2 separate regions of the Mus musculus genome follow, and region 1 is linked to region 2. A link is a contact called in public Hi-C data. All regions are on one chromosome and are shown on one strand. Each heading gives the region's core, a stretch centred on a gene start, on an enhancer-like site or on the middle of the called end of the contact. The rest is flanking DNA. Distances are from core to core; before and after follow the strand shown. Region 1 has its middle 82 kb from the start of Gm28497. Region 2 has its middle 130 kb from the start of Erbb4.

Region 1 (4,269 bases), core at 1,411-3,910, 270 kb after region 2:
CCTACTCCAACAAGACCACACCTCCAAAGAGTGATCAAGCATTCACACGCATTCTATGGGGGCCATACCTATTCAAAGCACTGAATTTCCCTTCGAGCTCTGTCTGACTATTGATTGCACTTGGTGACATTTAAAATATCTGTCCTACTGCCGTTCTTCTCTGCTGCTCAGACTTAAGAACAGCTTTCCAGACTGAACTCTGCCCCTCTCTGGATCTGTAATAGCCACATTATAGCTGCACTCTTTTTCATTCATGCACCAAGTTGTCTGTCACACCTGTTCCTGTGTCCCATCACTGGGGCTACCGTTCTCATATGTCCATTTGTCGTGACCAAGCAGCTGACTATATGTCTAACTGAGCAACCACTTCTAGACTCCTCCAATCCATGTCATAAATATTTCTTCCTCCACCAAAGTTATTTCTTTAGTCATAGTCTGGCCTAAAGTTTTCCCACCTTAGTTTTCATTTCTCTTCTCTTTCTTCTAATAACGAGTTCCAGTTAAACTGATTCTTCACACTCACTTCCAGCCTCCTATGAGATAGGCAAGTACTCAACCACTGGGCTACAGCACCAGCCCAGGCTATTTAGAAAACAACACACACACACACACACACACACACACACACGATTTCCTTCATAAATGGAGATTTTCAGGAACATTTAATGAGATGTTAGCAAGGCCGTGAAATCTGTGTATGCATCATCAGAGTTTGATCTCAAGGCTACTCTAAGTTTTCTTTCCAGCTCACAGAGACTCTGAATAGTCTATTCAGAGTCTCTGTGAGCTGGAAAGCTATTCAATCATTTGGCAGTGAATAATTTAATTTAAACCTATCATTACCCCTTTGCTCATTTGAGGAGCTATTATAGGGGAAGTAAATGTGTAGTGAAAAGTGGCGGTAAGAAAGAGGATGTCTCCTGACCATAGGCAAAGGCAGAAGGGTTTTCTGAAGTATCGATTTGATAAAGAGCCCCCTCCCAACCTTTTCAAAGTGCAATAAGTTCAGTTCTTCCTTAGAGAACCTGCTAGTGGCAGGTTTGAACCATGGAAAACTCAATTCAAAAATAGGTCTATAGCTCAGCTCATTGACAGAACACTTGGTAGCAGGTGGAAAGCCGAAGGTTCTGTCTTCTGCAACCCTCTCTCTCTCTCTGTCTCTCTCTGTTTCAATCTCTCTCTCTCTCTCTCTCTCTCTCTCTCTCTCTCTCTCTCTCTCTCCTCTGCCCCCCAGATATATTTGCACATAGACATTGATTGCTTATGATATTTTGTAGGAAAAGTAAGAAAGATAGCACACTTCTTAATAAGTATTTGGTAATAAACATTAAAGAATTCTCTGAACCATCCTTATGGATACAAGAGGATATATACTATGAAATATATCTGCTGCCTTCCAATTTTCCAGAATGTTCTGCTCTAGACTTGGAATAACTCTTTTTTTTTTAATGGGGACATCATAGATAACTGCAGACATCTCACTTCATTGTTCTGGAATGATGCCATTGCTTTAATGCAGGCATTGGTCTTTTATCCTCATTGAGATGAAATAAAGCAGTTAACACACACCAGCATATACTGCACATTTCCATACCGGGTTCAGTATCGCTCTTTCACCAACAGAGTCAGGCTGGCACCGCAAAGCAGCCAGTGTCAGAAGGTCAATCAGATTCCTAATATGCAAAGGAGCAAATGAAAGCAGTGAGATTCTAAGGTGCAGTGCTTTCTGAGCTAAGAAAACAGAAAAAAATGGCTTGACTCAGAGCAAGGACTCTGTAAGTGATCCTTCTGTTGTGTCAAGTGCTAAGTTTTCAGTGCAAAAGGGTAAAATAATCAAAACCAAACAAACACCTCGTGATAGCAGAATATTCCCTTCCAAGGAGCTCCAGTTCTTTTGGAATGACTCCCAGATTGTCAAGGCTGTGCAGGTTTGGGTACATAAATTTGTATGGGATAAAGGTGTCATAATCCAGAACACAATGTTTACAACACCAGGGTCCTGTGCACTATTACACAGTTCACCTTCATTGTCATTTCAAAATACAGGCGCCAATTGGCTTCCCAGGATTCTCCAGAACAAAAGGAGGCCAGTTTCATTTTCTGCTTCACATAGGAAGAACGAGGACAGACTGAGGACCATGACACAGTTAACCTTACACAGCAAGACAACCCGCATGGACCAGTGACATGGTCTGACTGCCCAGCCCCACATGTCATTCCCTGTCTCTGCTCAAGAAAGGGCAGGAAGTGCAGTGTCTTGTATGAAAATATGAGAACTTAGGTAAGACTCACAGCTCGGATGAGAAAACCATTCCACGCATTATGATCTAGACAGACAAGATACAAGGGAAGGTAACTCTATATGATTAACTATTCCTCAGGAAACCCCTTCACTGCCCCTGGGGTGGGGCATCAACATGAAAAGTTCAATACATAAGAAGGATATAAACAGTTTGATAATGTGGAAGAGTCAAAGTCAGAAGGAGAGAATGAGAAACACAGCGAATCACACGGGGCATGCTGTGTGGTTTCTGATCTTTTCAGAATGGCACCTCAAACACAAAGAGGTTTGAACAGATTCAAAAGGGAACCAAGAGAGACTTGGGAGAGTGAACTTGTCCATTTAAGCATGCCCCCCACCCCCCACCCCAGGCCTTGCTGCTCATCTAAAAACAAGAAGTAGAGCAGGTCAGGAAAGGGGTTATGGTTAACACTGCAAGATGAAAGATAAGCAACCAGGCAGTTAGAAGCCAAAGCATTTTATCTAGCAGAGCAGGTCTGGCCTTGTTTCCATCTTGATAAGAAGTAGATTGGAGAGCTTGTTTGTCTATAGCCTAGGATGGGGAGGAGGGGTGGGAGAGCAGCAGAAAGAGGACAGGGAAGTCTGGGTGGGGGTGGGGAGCTGCAGGAGTCCTGGCACACAGCTGAAGTGGCGGTCAGTCCCTCTTTCTTTTGTGTCCTGTCTGTATTTGAACTTTGGAAAGTGCTAGGCAGGTCGATTTAGATAACGTGAGTGGATTTCTGATATTTGTGAGACCTTACTTATCGAGAATGTCATGGTGGCCAGAAGGGGCTTGTTATCAGAGGCTAAACTGCTGAGACAAACTGGATGGGATGGACTTAAAGCCTGAAGGAAATGATATGGACGGTTACTGTCCTTTTAAATCACTATTATTTTTACTTTGATGTATATGCAGCATACACTCTGTCTCCTTAAACTTCTGTTTTCATCTTAAGGCCTTAAAACAAAATAAAACAAAACAGAATAGATTATGGTTATTCCCACTTCCATTCTACGACCTGGAATTGCTAACTGTGTGTGATGGGTTGTTTTATATAACTAATAAACTTGACACAGGTCTAAAATAGCCACTTGGTAGCAAAGATAACATAATTCTTTGGGATTTTATTCTGAACTACTCAGCATTTCTGTCTAAACAGAAACATAAATTCAAAATGAAATTCCAGCTATAAATCAGTTTTTACCATCATTTGCAGCAAGTTAAAATGATTTTTTTCATTGTCGTGGATTTTCATTTCTGAAGCCATCCATCATTCAAGTAGATTTAATTGATCATTGGAGAAGATTAGCACATGGGAAGTATTACCAGATGAGTGCTATCCACTCCTGGATTAGTGTTTATAATCTATATTTAGAAGAAAATTCAACCAAGAGGTTTTAGATTAGACACAATACCAAGTATGTATAAATGATGTGTGGGAAGAGGCCGTCTCCAGACCGTATGACCCTCCTTATTTTGCTTTTTTAGACTAGCTGGCATCTGAGTTCACTTTCTTTGTGATTCTCAGGCAATTCCCAAGGCAGTTGGGTGCTTTTTTGAGCCCAGCAGCAATGTCCAGAAGGCTCTGCCAGGATACTTCTTTCTCCAGAATGTTTTTCATGTATGTATGTATGTATGTATGTATGTATGTATGTATGTATGTATTCTCCTCTAACCTCCCGTGCTAGGCTAGTCTGTTGATCTGTGGTGCAGCAGGAATTTTAATAGTTTTGAAGATATTTTTCTTCAAATAACATTTTGATTCATTATTTCAAAATTTCATATACTGCACCTGGATTACACTCGCTTCCAATTCCTCCCAAGTTCACTCTCTTCCCTCACGACCTACCTCCCCTCAAAACAAACAAACAAACAAACAAACCCCAAACAACAAACAAACAAACAAACGACCATCAAGTGCATTTTATGTTGCCTATATACCCAATGGCCAGCCCCTTAAAGAAAACTGTGTCCTTCCCAGCCCCCA
Region 2 (3,777 bases), core at 1,025-3,524:
CACTCACCATTCCCAGGTTATGCTCTGCTTCATGCTGTGGTTTAAGAAATGAACACCAAGCTTCCAGCTTCATGTCCATCTGCTGCCATACTTCAACATGATAAAGATGGGCTCTTATCACTCTGGAACCATGATCGAAATGAAACCCTCTTTCTATAAGTTCATGATGTTGTTAACACACAATAGAAATTCACGTAGTGCATCATGCATCCCTGAATCCTTCCCCACCGTTTTAGATGCAATGTCACTTTGCTAATCTTGCCACTCAGCAACCCTGCAGAGAAAACCAAGATACGTGGGAAATTCCAGGAAATCTACGTTGCCAACTATCACAGGGATCAGAGTGTGGGTGCCAGGATTCAGACCTGTGGATTGCCTGACGGCTTTCTATTAATCCCATTTCACATCTGGTGGTTTCCCTTGTTCAGAATTAGAAACACAAAACGATCCTCACCCTCTTACCATTTTAAACACCAAATGCATTCCATTTCTCTGTATCTTTATTTTCATTTAGATGAAAACTAAAACAGTTGTTACTTCTTCCCCAAATGAAGACTTGGTAAATGAAAGAAAGCAGCAAAACAAACTGAGTTTAAATGTAAACACTGACCATGCACAGGGGAATCTTTTAAAACCCCAGAAAGGATGGCGGCTTGTTTATCGGCGACCACCTAATGCATTACAATATCATTCACAATTTTTCACCAAAGGCTAATTATAAAAAAGAAACACTGAAGTCATATACATAGGACACACTAGCTACAAATAGTACTTTATCTGTGTGTCTAAACATTGGGATATAATAGTTCTCAGGTCCAGAAGAACTGTTTATGAATGAAGAAAGATTTCCACGTGGCTGGGAAGATTGCTCCGTGGGTAAAAGAAACTGTTAGCAACACAAGCATGAAGACACGAGGTGCAAATTCTAGCCAGCCATTGCCACGTGTCTCCACAGTGCCAGCATTGGCAGCTGAGGGAAGCAGACCAAGGGAGCTCACTGTCTGACCATGCTAGTGGAGACAGAGAAACAGTTAATATCGGTTTCAACAGGAGATCCCATCTCAGGGGAATAAGGCAAATACCTGAGATCTTTCTCTGCGCTTCCGTGGCACATACCGTCACACCACACACACACACATACCATATACATACACATGTGTTTGTGTGAACAAATGTACACACAATTCTCCTTTATATTTGATTGGTATATACTCTGATCTAATATTATCATTTTAAATGGAAATAAACATGTTTCTAATCTTGAACTTGAATATGTAATTCTTTAAACACTATAAATATTTCACTCTGACAAAGATGGAACAAAATTTACAAAAAAAAAACTGGATTAGATGACATTTTATCTGAAAATGTCAGCAACTGTGTGAAGCTTCACCTGAACTTCATATGTCTCTGTCATGAGCAGTACATGACACCCTAACATATGTATCCATTACCTTTTTAAATGAATATTAAAATAAAAATGATAAAGCTATGGATACTGCCCACAATTATATACTGTCTCCTGAGCATAAGACAGTATGCATAATTTATATAATAAATTACATTGTCTTAAATTATTCCTTTCACAGATAAAGTTGAGTGGTAGAAAGATTAATTATCCTATTTTAAAAATAAAAGTAACATAAATGACCAGAATAGAATTAAGATGCAAATATATAATTATTACTATTTTAATGACAGAGAATATGTAAGTCATCAAAATATGACACCATGTAAGTCTCTCTCTCTCTCTCTCTCTCTCTCTCTCTCTCTGTGTGTTTGTCTGTGTGTCTGTGTGTCTGTGTGTCTGTGTGTCTGTGTGTCTGTGTGTGTGTGTGTGTTTGTCTGTGTGTGTGTGTGTGTGTGTGTGTGTGTGTGTGTGTGTGTTTGGAGAATGGACCAGTGAGATGGCTCAGCAGTTGAAGGCACTTGTCACCAAACCTCAGTTTGTTCCCCAGGCCCCACATGGTAGAAGAAAAGGACTTACTGTGATAAGTTTTTCTCTATGGTCCATATTTGAGCTGTGGCTTACACACATGCCCTTACACACATACACAATAAACAGATAAATGGATAATAAATAATTAAATAAACATGATTTAATTTTTGAAAAGAAACAGACTTATGTGGGCAATGTGAAAATATTTAGATATTCCTTTCATTTAATTCTTTTAAACAAAGTAAAATCTTGAAAAACAGTTTGGTGTTCCCAGCAGACATGCAAAGACATCTCTGTCCACAAGGTGGCGGAAGCGCGCCGTGCACACTCTTGATCTTTTATTCCTTAATCCTTTTCATTCTGTGGTCATCTCCTTTTCTGTCATAAAGACCTCCCACTTCAAAGAGCCATTTTAGGCGGAGCTGGCTGGTCCAGAAGCCGTGCACATTCCACACAGAGCACAATGGCGAGTAGAAAAGTCTCAACAAATAACATTTCCAACCTGTTCACCAGCCCCTTCCGAGGAGCAGCCGTTACTCATCTCGACTGTGCCGGTCTGGACTTTCTGAGTCACAGTGTGGAGGATAATTCTGCATTTCTAGTTTTAAGACACGTTTTGAAGAATATACTTAGAAAATCCTTCACCTCGGTCCCAGGAGATGGCCACAGCTTTTTCCTGACAGTGAGTGTAGGTCAGAGGGGCTGAGTTTTGAGATGGGAGGGACCAGAAGAAAACCACTTTTCTTCACAACCCCCCCCAAAAGAATAGAAGACCCCAAAACATTTAATAATCACTGTTAGAGAGTTAATCTTTCACCTAAAATGTTAACCTGTGCCCTGGCTCTTTGACATCACACACCCCAGCTACTCCTACTAACACTAAGTTTCCAGTACCTCTATTCACAAGCTGTGTCAGTCACCTTAGGCAAGTTACCTCCACTCCTTATCTCTGTTTTCTACTTATACAAAACAGAGAAAATAGCAGAAGCCATCTCAGGAAATAACATAATTGAAATAATTCACATAAACACACCCCCACACACAAACACACACATACCCTCCTAGCACATCAGCACACAGTGTGGCTCTAACACATTTGTCTAGGGATCCTATATCCTATGCCTGGGAAAGGGTGGTGAAGGAGGAGCTGAGGCTGAGGCCGTGGAGAATTTAAGCAAATCTAGTATACCAGTGTTGTTCATTGGTGATGCCTAGTGAGATTTTTCTCGGAGGGTTATAGCGTTCAAGTGTGACACAGCTAAGTCACCTTTGAACTTCAGTGTTGAAATCTGGGGTTATCTCATTCAGGAAGAATGGCTTCTCTCTAGACAACAACTTGGACCCTAAGCTCCCGGGTCTCTGAATTCTATGGGTACTTAGTGCCTGTCTATCTGTGCAGGTTCTACATATATCGGTGGTTTAAGACTTGGTATCTTCAAATCCCCTCAAGTGCCAAAATCAACATGCAACCTCGCCATGAATGGATAGCCAACCTGTCCTCCTGCCTGTCAGCATCAAGGTCTCGCAGAGTGTGGTGAGATTCACCTAATACATGCTATGAACTCATCTTCCTAGGAAGTGAGGTATAATTTCAAGAGCTATAAAAACTTGGAAATTGGATTTCAGGCTTCGTTATTCCACTCAATAAGAACAAGTTTTTTTTAAGTATGAAGGAAAAATACTTCATTTGTATGTCTTTGTAAGCTATTTGACATAATTAAGCTAACAAAATAAGCATGATGAACACACATATGTCATACCCAAGTTCCTGATTTTTAAGAAAAGGATTCCCTAATATGAAGCTCTTTCTTATACAATAGTTTTTCTAATTATACAAG

What was found. A called contact is a pair of places that touch in the nucleus more often than the background predicts.
Region 1: a contact with region 2 is called in a Hi-C map of the G1E-ER4 cell line, with 3 times the contacts expected there. The contact joins two enhancer-like sites. A contact is called at or near these places in 3 of 484 Hi-C or Micro-C datasets (the G1E-ER4 cell line and adipose-derived mesenchymal stem cells) and 2 of 115 datasets of contacts at active chromatin or transcription factors (T-cell acute lymphoblastic leukemia and acute myeloid leukemia).

The regions. Positions count from the first base shown.
Region 1 is chr1:69,511,036-69,515,304 of GRCm38.p6, forward strand. No RefSeq gene overlaps it. Among named protein-coding and RNA genes, the nearest start is that of Gm28497, 82 kb to the left of the region's middle. Within about 2 kb of position 2,661, at least 63 of the 459 cell types and tissues checked have an H3K27ac peak or open chromatin away from gene starts, as enhancers often do. A contact at or near this core is called in the G1E-ER4 cell line and T-cell acute lymphoblastic leukemia, where this site is marked.
Region 2 is chr1:69,239,672-69,243,448 of GRCm38.p6, forward strand. No RefSeq gene overlaps it. Among named protein-coding and RNA genes, the nearest start is that of Erbb4, 130 kb to the left of the region's middle. Within about 2 kb of position 2,275, at least 95 of the 459 cell types and tissues checked have an H3K27ac peak or open chromatin away from gene starts, as enhancers often do. A contact at or near this core is called in the G1E-ER4 cell line and T-cell acute lymphoblastic leukemia, where this site is marked.